Linked DNA regions of Mus musculus: regions 1, 2 and 3 are each linked to region 4. A link is a contact called in public Hi-C, HiChIP or PLAC-seq and promoter capture Hi-C data. All regions are on one chromosome and are shown on one strand. Each heading gives the region's core, a stretch centred on a gene start, on an enhancer-like site or on the middle of the called end of the contact. The rest is flanking DNA. Distances are from core to core; before and after follow the strand shown.

The links. Promoter capture Hi-C pulls out the DNA fragments that hold promoters and counts their contacts. Hi-C and Micro-C count contacts between places; a contact is called where the count stands out from the background. HiChIP or PLAC-seq counts read pairs in DNA pulled down with a chosen protein or histone mark.
Region 1: a contact with region 4 is called in a FOXA1 HiChIP or PLAC-seq map of pancreatic cancer cells. The contact joins the promoter of Rabl6 here to the promoter of Gpsm1 in region 4. A contact is called at or near these places in 6 of 39 promoter capture datasets (cranial neural crest, frontonasal cranial neural crest, hematopoietic stem and progenitor cells and 2 more) and 3 of 115 datasets of contacts at active chromatin or transcription factors (astrocytes, large pre-B cells and pancreatic cancer cells).
Region 2: a contact with region 4 is called in a Hi-C map of CD8 T cells, with 2.6 times the contacts expected there. The contact joins the promoter of Rexo4 here to the promoter of Gpsm1 in region 4. A contact is called at or near these places in 1 of 484 Hi-C or Micro-C datasets (CD8 T cells), 3 of 115 datasets of contacts at active chromatin or transcription factors (large pre-B cells, microglia and pancreatic cancer cells) and 1 of 9 other capture datasets (liver).
Region 3: a promoter capture Hi-C map of pre-B cells shows a contact between it and region 4, with 4 times the contacts expected there. The contact joins the promoter of Cacfd1 here to the promoter of Gpsm1 in region 4. A contact is called at or near these places in 2 of 39 promoter capture datasets (hippocampal neurons and pre-B cells) and 4 of 115 datasets of contacts at active chromatin or transcription factors (bone marrow-derived dendritic cells, memory CD8 T cells, pancreatic cancer cells and 1 more).

What each region holds. Positions count from the first base shown.
Region 1 is chr2:25,607,111-25,609,992 of GRCm38.p6, forward strand. It overlaps Rabl6 (RAB, member RAS oncogene family-like 6), which reads right to left and starts at 1,371. Exons shown (of 15, transcript NM_001024616.2): 1 at 1,003-1,371. The coding sequence starts at 1,132. It overlaps Ccdc183 (coiled-coil domain containing 183), which reads right to left. Exons shown (of 14, transcript NM_029859.1): 11 at 2,515-2,683; 12 at 2,321-2,431; 13 at 2,150-2,246; 14 at 1,519-1,683. The coding sequence ends at 1,565. It overlaps Fcnaos (a long non-coding RNA gene), which reads left to right and starts at 2,220. Exons shown (of 8, transcript XR_003954003.1): 1 at 2,220-2,359.
Region 2 is chr2:26,962,977-26,965,682 of GRCm38.p6, forward strand. It overlaps Rexo4 (REX4, 3'-5' exonuclease), which reads right to left and starts at 1,410. Exons shown (of 8, transcript NM_207234.2): 1 at 1,076-1,410. The coding sequence starts at 1,342.
Region 3 is chr2:27,008,335-27,011,186 of GRCm38.p6, forward strand. Cacfd1 (calcium channel flower domain containing 1) reads left to right here and starts at 1,592. Exons shown (of 6, transcript NM_029862.4): 1 at 1,592-1,771. The coding sequence starts at 1,654. It overlaps Adamts13 (a disintegrin-like and metallopeptidase (reprolysin type) with thrombospondin type 1 motif, 13), which reads left to right. Exons shown (of 29, transcript NM_001001322.2): 28 at 199-383; 29 at 922-1,291. The coding sequence ends at 1,113.
Region 4 is chr2:26,314,201-26,317,013 of GRCm38.p6, forward strand. It overlaps Gpsm1 (G-protein signalling modulator 1 (AGS3-like, C. elegans)), which reads left to right and starts at 1,333. Exons shown (of 14, transcript NM_153410.5): 1 at 1,333-1,520. The coding sequence starts at 1,453. It overlaps Gm52505 (a long non-coding RNA gene), which reads right to left. Exons shown (of 2, transcript XR_003953775.1): 2 at 1,149-2,226.

The DNA.
Region 1 (2,882 bases), core at 121-2,620, 710 kb before region 4:
GTGGGTCCAGTGGGTAGTAAGTTTAGAAAGCAAGAAGCTCCTAGTTCAGGCCTAATTTCTAGAATTGGGCTGCAAATTAATACTATATAAAAATAACGAAAGAATCCAAACATAGATTCCAAAGAACACAAACCACTGAATATTTGACTCAATTCTCTTCCTCAGTCAAGAGAAATACAAACTTCCAAGTTAACACACATACACTGTTTGCTTCTAAATTTGCACAAAAAATCCTCCTAGTAAGTTTCATAATGTTACATTATTACCTAAATATCACTGACCCTGTGAGGCACAGCTTACAGTGAACTGTGTGTATGTGCCAGTGCATGTATGTGTGCGCGCACGCGCTTCAAAAATGTTGCAGTATAGAAATAGTTTAGAAGTAAACAATATCAGACCACGACATTGCCCAAGAATCTTTTGATTGTTCAACCTGCAAATGGAAAAACTCTAAAGAGGTCAAGAGAACCGTGTGCTTCTCGCTGCACAACATACATAATTTATAACGAAGGGCAGAGCGGACTTTTCTTCTTGTGGGGTCAGGGATGCAGAGTTAAGAGCCTCTTGAAATTAAAAAAAAAAAAAAAGCATATCCCTTACAAAACAAAAAACAAAAAAACAAAATCAAGGCTCAAGGCCCACAGGCGACCGACTTTCAGGAGCCTCCGACTTTCAGGAGCCTCAAGTGAGAGCAGGCGCGGGGGGCGGAGAGGAGGCAGGCACACGCAGCCCCGCGCGCGCACCCTCGGGTTATGTAATGGTCTCTCTCCGCAGGGTACCCGCGCCAATCAGGGTCCTCCACCGCTGCTCCGCTAGTGTCGCCGCACAGCTGTTCTCTGGAGGTCTCCTGTCAGGTGATGTCCCTCAAGGAACGACCACTACTCAGAACCCAGGGACCCGTCCGCCCCTACCCTCTGATTCTTCCAGACCCTAGTAGGCTGGGTGGCCGCCCCGGGCCCTGCCAGCCGCCCCGGCCTGCCCGACGGCGCGGCCCGCACTCACTGTTATACTGAACCCCCTTAGCGAAGCGCCTCTGCAGCGCCTGGTTCATGGACTGCAGCCCGGCGGGGATGTTCTTGTCCCGGCCTGGGGCCTGCTCCGACCCCACCAGCTTCTTCAACGCGGAGAACATGTTCCTGCTGGACGTGCGAGCCGGGCTGGCCTGCGAGCTCAGCAGCGGCAGCAGCACAGCGCACCCCGCACCATGTCCGGCCGGCCCAGGCTTCCCCCGAGGCCGGAGCGGGCGCGGCCTCGAGCGAGGTTCTGGGGCCTCAGCCTCTGTGGCTCCGCTCCGGCTTCCACGGCCCTCGGCGCGGCAGCCAGGCACCCGTCAGCGCCGCCATCTTGGCGCCGGCGCGGCTACGGGACGCTAAAAGGGACACGTAGCCGCCGCATGCGCAGAGAGCGCACTAGGTCCCGCCCTTTTCTAGCATCTCCACCTCGCCGCCACCAACCCCCTCTGGTCCAACGATCAGCTTCCCGGTCCTCAAGAGTCCCGAGGTTTCTCCTTCCTCTAGTGTAGTTCTGGAAAAATGTTTATTTCTGTACTACAGCCCAGACAGGTTTACTTTTTCTTCTTTTTGGCTCCCTTGAGCTTCGCCTCGATCAGCTGTTGGGCCTGTTTCTTTATCTCCGCCCGCGAAGGGACGTAACTATGGTCCACATCCGCAAACTGGAAGGTTTCTGAACAGGCAAGAAAAGGAGTGGCTGCCACCCTCTTTCCAGAAGCCTCCCACCTCTACCTGTTGGCGTTTGCTGCCATAGGCCATCTCCTGCCGGGAGCTCATTTCAGACATGTATCAATGACTGGAGACCCCTGCCCTAAGTCACCTAAGGCCAGGTGCCAGACAACTAGGATTTGCCAAGATTATCCACACTAGCTGTCCTTATCCTTTCACCCCACCTTGCCTCTGTAGCAGAAATTCTTCTAAAAGTTCGGTCTGGGCTCCCTTCTGGCCCATCCCATGATATACGTCCCTTTTGTCTCAGAAAAAGAAACCTCTGTAACGTCTATCGATTAAAACCTTTCCCTTCAGCGCCCAGTCACCATGTATGCCATCTCTTGTCTTGAGTTCAGACCCTATCTAGTTGCAGCTATTGTTCTTGTCGTCCTTCTCCATCTTCCTGTGGCCGGCATGTAGAGCCTCACCTATCATGTCCTCCTCTGGGTCCTCAAAGGTAATTCTGGTATTATGTTTCTCTTTTAGAGTTGATGACTCCAAGGTGTCCCTCACCTTTGTGTCAACCTGCAGGGCAGCACCCATTATCATCTTGGAGAGCACATGGGCTTTGTGGGGACCCCTCCATGGCCCAGGGTTACCTCCTCATTTCTGGACAACGTTTGCATGCGCTCAGCCAGGTAGATAAGCTTTCCCTCACAATAATCCAGCTTGCCGTACACATCAAGAGTGTTAGAGACTGCTATTTCTTTCTGTGGGTCAGAGGAGCAGCTGGTTTTCCTGTGGTCCCACACAGGGACCCTGTACACAGCATCTCCTCCCCGGGGGCTGATACCTGGAAGGTTGGCAAGGTGATGCCGATGAGCCGGATGTAGAGGTTGTCAATACCTGTCTGGATGACCAGCAGCAGCTGCTGGCCCTTATTCATGTTGTTTTGGGCCTGCTTGAGTCTTGCTTCTTCCTCTTCTAGCATGTTCTTCATCTTCTTCTGGATAGAGTTAAAGCTATGGGGGAGGTAAGCACAGCAGTGAGGAGGAGGAGGGCACAGCAGTGAGGAGGAGAAGGAGGGCACAGCAGTGAGGAGGAGAAGGAGGGCACAGCAGTGAGGAGGAGGAGGAGGTGGGCACAGCAGTGAGGAGGAGGAGGTGGGCACAGCAGTGAGGGGGAGGTGGGCACAGCAGTGAGGAGGAGGAGGAGGTGGGC
Region 2 (2,706 bases), core at 160-2,659, 650 kb after region 4:
AGGAAGACCTGGAGGAAGGGAGTTCAATGGAAAGAAAGAAGTCCTGTGAAACCAGATAGGGCTGATCCATGTAGAGGAGAGGTCCAGGAGACCAATTTCTTCCTTGTGTTCAAATCTCCAGTTAAGACCACAACAAGATGGCAACCAGCTGAGAGATGTTGCAGTGAGTTTCTACTTATTCACTCCCCTAATACTTAAAAGGCCTGAAGGATTTAGATTCTTGTAGAAACCAGAGCCAAATCCAAGTTTCCTTTAGTAAACATGTCCTCCCTGCACACTTTACTTTCTTGGGAGAAAGAACAAGAACCAGCATACACAGCCCTGACTGTCCACAGGGTTTGGCTGCTCCTGGGTGTCCTGTTGGAAGATCCACACTAAGGAACAAGGTGGAGTGTTGTTATGGAGGCCAAGAAATTCCTTATTGTCTTTCTTACTGAGGCTCCATGACATACACTCCTCAAGACTCCCTAGAAGTCGACAGTGAAGGCATATTCAGCACCCCAGTTCTGCTGTTTACACCGTATGTGACCTACTTTCAACTCAAACCCTGTAAGTTATGTGTCACAATTTCCCCGTCTAAGAAACAAGGGCAGTAAAAGCATCTAACTAAGCTGGGCGTGGTGGCGCACGCCTTTAATCCCAGCACTCGGGAGGCAGAGGCAGGCAGATTTCTGAGTTCGAGGCCAGCCTGGTCTACAGAGTGAGTTCCAGGACGGCCAGGGCTACACAGAGAAACCCTGTCTCGAAAAAACAAAAACAACAAAAAAAAGCATCTAACTAGTATGGAAGAATTTATGAATGGGGGTAGGTATAGAGGCTCAGGACTAGGGAGGCTACCTAATGTAGGAGGACAACCACTAGTGTGGGTATACCCTGAGCTACAATAGTTCCAGAACCACTGGGCCAGAGTTCTGGGACATAGTTTAAGACGTTGCCAGGGTGGCAACCTAGATAAGTGATTCATAATTGAGAAAAAGAATTTGAATGAAGCAGAGGGCAACATCCCTTCCTCCTTCGGAGTCTGTGGCTACCTGACAGAAAGTTCGGGATGAAGGTGGCCTGTCGCCGGTCTCACCTCTTGCAACGCCTTCCAATTTTGAGAAAAGTTCTCGGGGGCCTTCGGCGGTCGGCCTGCCACAGCCGCCGGGTGGCTTCCCGGAACCCCACTTCCTGCCAGAGCTTTGCTCTTCCTGAACTTCTTCTTGGCTTTCTTCCTAGCGAGCTTCCTGATAGGCCCAGGTTGGGGCACCGGCGCGGTGGCCTTCGTCTTCATCTCCCCGCTCTCCGCAGTCGGAACCACCAGGGAAGAGACCGCGACTCCAGCAACCGCGCAAGCACACATTTCCCAGGGTGCAAGCGTGCTCCACTGCGCATGCGGGAACCCGGGTTGCTGTTCTCTTCGCGACCTGCTAGAAACCGAGACTGCATCTTTGGTTCCGCACGTATGCGGACTCTGCGACTAGCCCGCTAGTTAGCACTGGGGGCTGACAGCCCTGGCTAGCAGCGCTGCGGTTGGATACCCAGAGTTTGACGGAAGGGAGCCCAGACCTTCACAAAGATCTGGTGTCCCGGAAGGCCGCAAATGAGGAGACTCTGGGACACCGGAAAAGGCTGGGGGACTACTCTCGGTGTGGCACTCACGGGGGTACGGAAGAGGCGGAGGCGGGTCTTGTGTAGGTTGCCCTATGCACAACCACACACTGCGAATACCGAAGCCTTCCCCACGTCTCTGGTTTACTGACTGCAAAGGCACGCCAGCAGTGTCCGATATTAATGATAAAGCAAAATTTAATTGTGACTATATACGTATACATATACATTCTTAATCGCAGTGTTAATGACCAGCAATCTATTCTTGATCCTGATAGTGCAATACAGATGGGGCGGTCACAGTTGAATCGTTTGCCCTCGGGTTTCTCTGACTAGAGATAAGCAGCAAAGCCAACAGACCACGTAAGAAGGTTTGGGAGACTTGGTGGTGGCTGTTAGGAAAAATATCCAATCAGGACACCCCCTCCCCGGCACCCCCCAAGACCAAGTTCTGAGCACAGAGAAGGCTAGGCAGATTCCGCAACACACTTCAAATTGGCAGTTAAAGAGACTAGGCCTAAGGTATGGGCAAGTCCAAGCAACTCGATTACTAGTAGAAAAAAAAAAAAAAAATCCAGGCTCTAGCCTTCGCACCTGTTGGTATTCTGTCTGGACTCCACCCCCACCGAAACCTGGCAACAGCCAGATATGCTCCTCCACACAGTTACCTGGTAGCAGCTAGGTAGGACTGACCCTATAAAAGGGGCTGCTTGCCCCCTCATCCCTCTCTCTTTCTCTCTCACGCTTTTGCCTCTTGGCCCCTTGTTCCCCCCTTTCCCCATTCCCTTACCCCCTCTCTCCATATGCTCATGGCCAGCCTCCAATCCTCTCCTCCCCCTCCCCCTCCCCCTCCCCCTCCCCCTCCCCCTCCCCTCTCTGCCTTTGTCTCTACTACCCTCTTAACTCCCCTCCCCATGCCCCGAATAAACTCTATTCTATACTATACCGTCATGTGGCTGCTCTCTCAGGGGGAAGGGATGCTGAGGCATGGGCCCACTGAGGCACACCCTTCCCCCACACCCTGCCAGAACAGATCTTAGTAGCTCTTTCTCTTTTTATGATCACAACAGCACTCACTCAGATAATGGTTCTGGAATGCCTAGAGATAGAATAAGA
Region 3 (2,852 bases), core at 342-2,841, 690 kb after region 4:
GTTGTCTGCCTTGTACAAAACACTTCTGCTGAGCCACCACTGCCTGCCCCTTTCAGATCACTGCCTGAAGCTAGTCTATTAGAAGTGGACAGAGTAAAGGCCCACCAGAGGGACGGGAGAGGCAGTCAGGGAACCCCCTGGTGTCAGTAGTCTCCCTGAGGTGGCCCTCACCCAGCCTATCATTGTTCTTGCCTGCAGAATGTGACAGGCAGCTCTTTGGACCTCGGGGTGAAATTGTGAGTCCCTCACTGAGCCCAGACGGGAGGAAGGCAGGGACCTGCAGGGTCTTCATCAGTGTGGCTCCACAGGCCCGCATTGCCATCCGCGCCCTGGCCAGTGATATGGGCACTGCTTCTGAGGGGACCAATGCCAACTATGTCTCGGTGAGGCCACGAGGATGGGGACAAAAAGGGGGTAATCTTTTGATACGATTCTGGAGAGCTGTCTCTAGGAAGGAGGGAGGGAGTGTTGGCATTAGGGAACACTTTTAGCTTATTTTTCATCCAAAACTTCAAAATTATTGGAAAGAATGGGAAGGAGGGTTTCTGCCACTCACTCACTCACCAGGGAATGCTTGTGGCTCTACCCACAAGAAGGAAGAGAGAAGGCCTTCCCTGGGAGTCCATTGCCTGTTGACCCAGCGTGGAAGCATCGTGTTTGTGTCTGGTGTTTTGTTTGTTTTCAGAAGAGCATAGGTAGGGTTGCGATTCAGTATGCTCTACAAGGCACCAGAGCACCTCAGACTTAGTCTTGAGCAGGATCCTAGCTCTTGTACCTGGTTGTGTGTTCTGGGGAGTTTCTTGGGTAGAACCGAGTGTCCCTCATGTGGGCTCCTTTAAGAAACAAAAATGACTCTGAGTAGCCAGGAGTTTATAAATAATGATCACTCATGGCCTGTTCTGGCTACTTGCTTCTCCACAGATCAGGGACATCCACAGTCTGAGGACCACAACATTTTGGGGGCAGCAGGTGCTCTACTGGGAGTCCGAAGGCAGCGAGGCTGAACTGGAGTTTAGCCCTGGCTTCCTGGAGGCACATGCCAGTCTCCAGGGCGAGTATTGGACCATCTCACCTAGGACATCGGAACAGGACGACAGCCTGGCTCTGTCCTAGGTTTCTCTCCAACAGCCGGGGAGTATGCAACTTTAGCCTCTTTAGAAGTTCTAATGCCTGCTAGCCTTAGGGAACCTCTTTTAGTGACCTTTTCCAGGTGCAGAAGGGCTGGGACTGGGAGGTGGAGATCAGAAAAACAGTCCCAGCCCCCAGTGGTTAATAAAGGATACAGGATACCAGACTGGAGTTTTCCTCCCATAACCTGCCGCCCATTACAAGCCTAGCTCGAAAGCTCATTCTACTGCAAGGCGGAGTTCCTTGGAGGTCTGAACAAGGCCTTTGCCACTTCTGGATGACGTCTTCCAATCTTGCAAAGAGGAAAGGCCAGACCGGATCCAGCGCACCTGCTGGGTGGCAAAGGGCGTCTGACAGTCTGTAAACACGCCCCTTATGCTATACTCCATTTCCTCCCGCCCTCCCCCCGCCCCCCGGCTATGGCCTGCGGGCCCGCCCCTATGCTAATCACCACCTCTCCCACAAGGCCGCGCGCGGGTGGACACGTCTCTTTGTGCGCGCCTGGGGCTGCGCGCAGCGTTTAGCATGAGCGGCTCGGGCGCCGCCGGAGCGGCCGCGGGCCCAGCCCCGCCGGCACAGGAAGAGGGCATGACTTGGTGGTACCGCTGGCTGTGCCGCCTGGCGGGAGTGCTAGGAGCGGTGTGTGAGTATCGGGTCCAGGGAGCGGGCGTCCCCGGGGTTGCCATGGCTCCCGGCCTCAGGCCTGCAGTCCACCGCCGGAACTCGATGGCTTACTGCCCAGTTGTTGCGGCCCTGATCAGAGGAAATGAGACTCACAGAGGACGCGCGTCTGCCCCTTCCCGGCCCTGCCTCGGCCTGGTGATGCTTACCTGGGCTGGGGTGGGACTGCCAAGTTCCCAGCCTTTGGACAAAACTTGTTCATAAATGGGGGGCAGCTCTCCACAGGCTGGGAAGTTTGCTTGGGGGTCAGATGGTGCCAGGAGAAGAGTGGCCCCTCAGGGTGGCTGGGCAGTGATCGGAGTTCTCCTCGGGTTCCTACTGTCCACACTCTCCTAATGCTTCTCGTCGGCCTAGTATCCTCCACACCAGCAAGCTTTCTCTGCTCTTGTAAAGAGGAAGGCAGGTCCGCCTCTTCAGTGCAGCTATGTTGCTGGCCTTCCAAACAGTGTGTTTGCTAAATCCTGGGTGTCCCTTTCATTGTGAATTCCTAGAAGTCCAGGTGAGTGCTGGGAAGGCCCGAGGATCCATTGCCTACCTGGTACCAGAGCAGGAACTGTGTGGGTAGGGGAAGACTCATCCGTTTTCCTGTCTGGAGGAATACCTTGGAGCCCCATCTGTCCAGACGATCTTGCTAGTCAGATGGATAGGGTAGAGTTAGGTATGTGCTGCCCTGGTAAGGCAGCTCTGGAAGAAGTCTGCTGAGGTTGATCAAATCCTCTTCAGTGCAGTTAGCTAGTTCAAGGTGGTATTAAGGGGTGAGGGACAAGGAAGGGCCTGACCATGACCTGTAGGCGGCTATCCTCCCTCCGTCATGGTGATTCAGTCAGTGACCAGGTGATTTCTAGATTAGATTGACTTTGGAAATCCCACCCAGTCCCATACTTCCTGTGGGTACCTGTGCTACTCCCGAAGGCCTCCCTAATCCTCCTGCCGAGCCAAGCTATCAGTGAAACCTTACTGGAGACCTGTGGCCGTAGCTTAAATTGTTCCCTGAACCTGATCATTGGGATCAGGGGGGTGGACATCAAGGTTTTGAATACTGG
Region 4 (2,813 bases), core at 83-2,582:
CTAAGGGCCTCCTAAAACCAAGGCCTGGGAATCTAAGCCCAGTCTGACACCAAGTGGGTCATAGCAGCCTCCATGTGTATGTTGTATCCTTTGAAGGCAACCAGGAAGCGCCTGCATTCCAGAGCCAGGGTCTGCTAGGGACCAGGCCCGAGACTTCAGCAAACGTGGGTGGTGCCTGGCCAGCCATAACACACACTCTGCCTTAGCCAAGAGAGAGCAAGCCCTGGCTCCTGTGGTCTTAGGGGGAGGTGTGGGGACAGCAGCAAGCTTGCGCCTCGCCCCAGGCACAGATGGTTCTCATTGCTCGCTCCTGCTCCTTCCTAGGAAAACAAACTAGCTCAGGGCCAACAGCCCAGTTTTATCTTGTGTTTGTTTTTGTTGCCATTTTTCTCCGCCTGAAGCCACTGTACTGTGGGCTGCGTCTGCAGGGTCTGTCTGGGGTGACCTTGGCATGGTGTCCCTCTTCAGACCAGGGTCCAGGGGTGCAGAAAAACTGCCAAGGACACTGCCATAGTCTGCACCCTGACATGTTCCTGTTCCACTGAGGGTCACAGCTACGTTTTCAAGAAGATTTAGAGTGGCCTGGAGAGAAGAGCAGAGACCTGGGTGAGTCCCAATGGAACTGGCTGTCCAGATGGTGCCCTGTGGCTGGCTGGGGGTTGGCTGAGGTGAAGGCTCCAAGGCTACTCAAGTTGGATGAAGAAAGATCACTCCGAGGTTCAGATCCTCAGGGTCCTGGGAGAACTCAGAGGAGGGTAGGCAGATGAATGAGCAACGGCCAGCCTCCCACGTGGGCTCCTGGTGTTCTTCCAGTATGTTTTCCAAACGCTTGCATTTCACAGATGAAATTCAACATGAAATCTGGTGGTGAAAGCCCTAGGAAGGTAGAGACTTGCCTAGGGCTGGACAGCATCCTCCCACCCTGACTCCATCTAGGAAGACCTGTTTTCTCCTTAGCCCCAGGAGCATCTGCATGGCCTGTACCCCACAAGAGGTGACAGGAAAGGAACAGGATGTGTGTGTGACAGCAAACTCTCGTGTGTGTGTGTGTGTGTGTGTGTGTGTGTGTGTGTGTGTGTGTGTGTAAGAAAAAGCACTAAACTCCAGGCTTAGCAGGGCTTCCCCCCCAAAGAAAAGGAAACACAGCATTGTCCACACTAGAGCAGGACTCTCCTTGCACTGGACCTCAAAGACAGAGCCCCGCCCACCCCACGGTAGGCGGGACCGCCGCAGTGGTGGCCGGTGGGCGCCTGCCCCTCCCCACCCTCCCTCCGCCTGGCGGCGGTGACATCACAGCTCTGGCGGGAGGGGCGGCGGCACCCCAGCACATCACTTCCTCGGCGTCTCCCGCGGACGCGCGGACAGGCGGACGGACGCGCGGACAGGCGGGCAGATCGGCAGGCGGACGGCCGCAGAGCGGGGCGGTGCTCCTGCTCGGCGCGTCCCCGACTCATGGCGAGCCCGGCCCCGCCCGTGGCCGAGGAGCTCCCGGGCCCGGCCTCCAGGCGCCTCTACTCCAGGTAGTTCAAGGACCGGGATGGGAACGGGGACCTGAGCGGCAGACGCGGGCGGGAGGCTGCCGGCCCAGAACAAAGGCTGCTGCGGCGACGCGCAACGTGGCCGGGGACGCGCCTCCCTGGATCTGCGTAGGGAGCGGTGGGGGCGCGGGGCCCAGGGCCCAAAGATCAGTTTCGCGGTAGAGGGGTTGGGACTGGGTTCTGCCTGCAACCCTGTCCTGATGCCAAAAGGGCTTACGGGGCGGGCACTCCACCACCCGGCTCTGCGGGACCCTGAGTAGCATGGATGCCAGTCTTCGTTATCTGGAGTTCTCTTCTCAAGCCTGACACTGCCGTGACCCGGTGTTGGTGTAGCATGGCCACGACCCAGGCTGTCATGATGGGGCCCTGCCTTCACTAGCTATCCCCAGCCCTAGGCCAGAAGGAGCTGGGCCTGAGCCAGGCAAGTGGGTGTGTGCTTCCCTACAAAGGCATTTGCCTTCCAGGCAGGTTCACAGGTGATCGAGCGGTCTGTGCTGTGTGCCCGCCCACTGGGAATGACAGGATAGTCCTGCCCCTGGCTCCATGCCTCCCTGGTGACTCCCTTTTGATGGATGAGGGTGTTCTCCGGTGAGATGCTGATCCCAGAAGTGGACCAGAGCTGTCAGTTCACTCTGGCTTCAGGTTGAGCTGGACCGGCCTGAGTTCTGGGCAGGGGCTGTCATCAGACCTAAAGGAAGGCCCAGCATCCTTCAGTTAGCTTCTGGCCCCCACCTCGTCTAGCCCTTCCCCATATCTGGGGTCTCCCTGTTAGGGGTCAACCCTGAAGAAATCTACTCAAGTGGGGTGGTTCATCAGCTAGCCAAGCTCTGCCTAGTACCCCCAAAGAGCAAAATGAGGGCTTGGTGCCTGGCGAACAGATCCTTGCCGTCCCGTTCTAATACAGTGTTCTAATGCTGCAGCTCAGAGACAGTGTCCCCATTGTGTGGTGTTGAAGATCATGCCTGAGCCCCACACCCTCCTCCAAGTTCTAGTGCAAGGGTAAGAGGTTTGCTAGCAGCTTCTTGGAGTCCCCTGGGAGCAGAGGCTCTGTGGGGTCACATTTAACTCAGGGCCAGCCACCCCTGTGAGAAGGAGGTGTCTACTAGGCAGACTGCAACGTGTGTGTGCATGTGCGTGTGCGTGTGTGTATGTATGTGTGTGCGAGTGCTCGCATGTAAGAGAGGGAGGTGGACATTCAGAGCACAGGTCTCAAAGCTGTGTCAGTTGCTCCCAGTTCCCCCTTGAGGTGACTCACTAGGTAGAACCCTAGCCCCT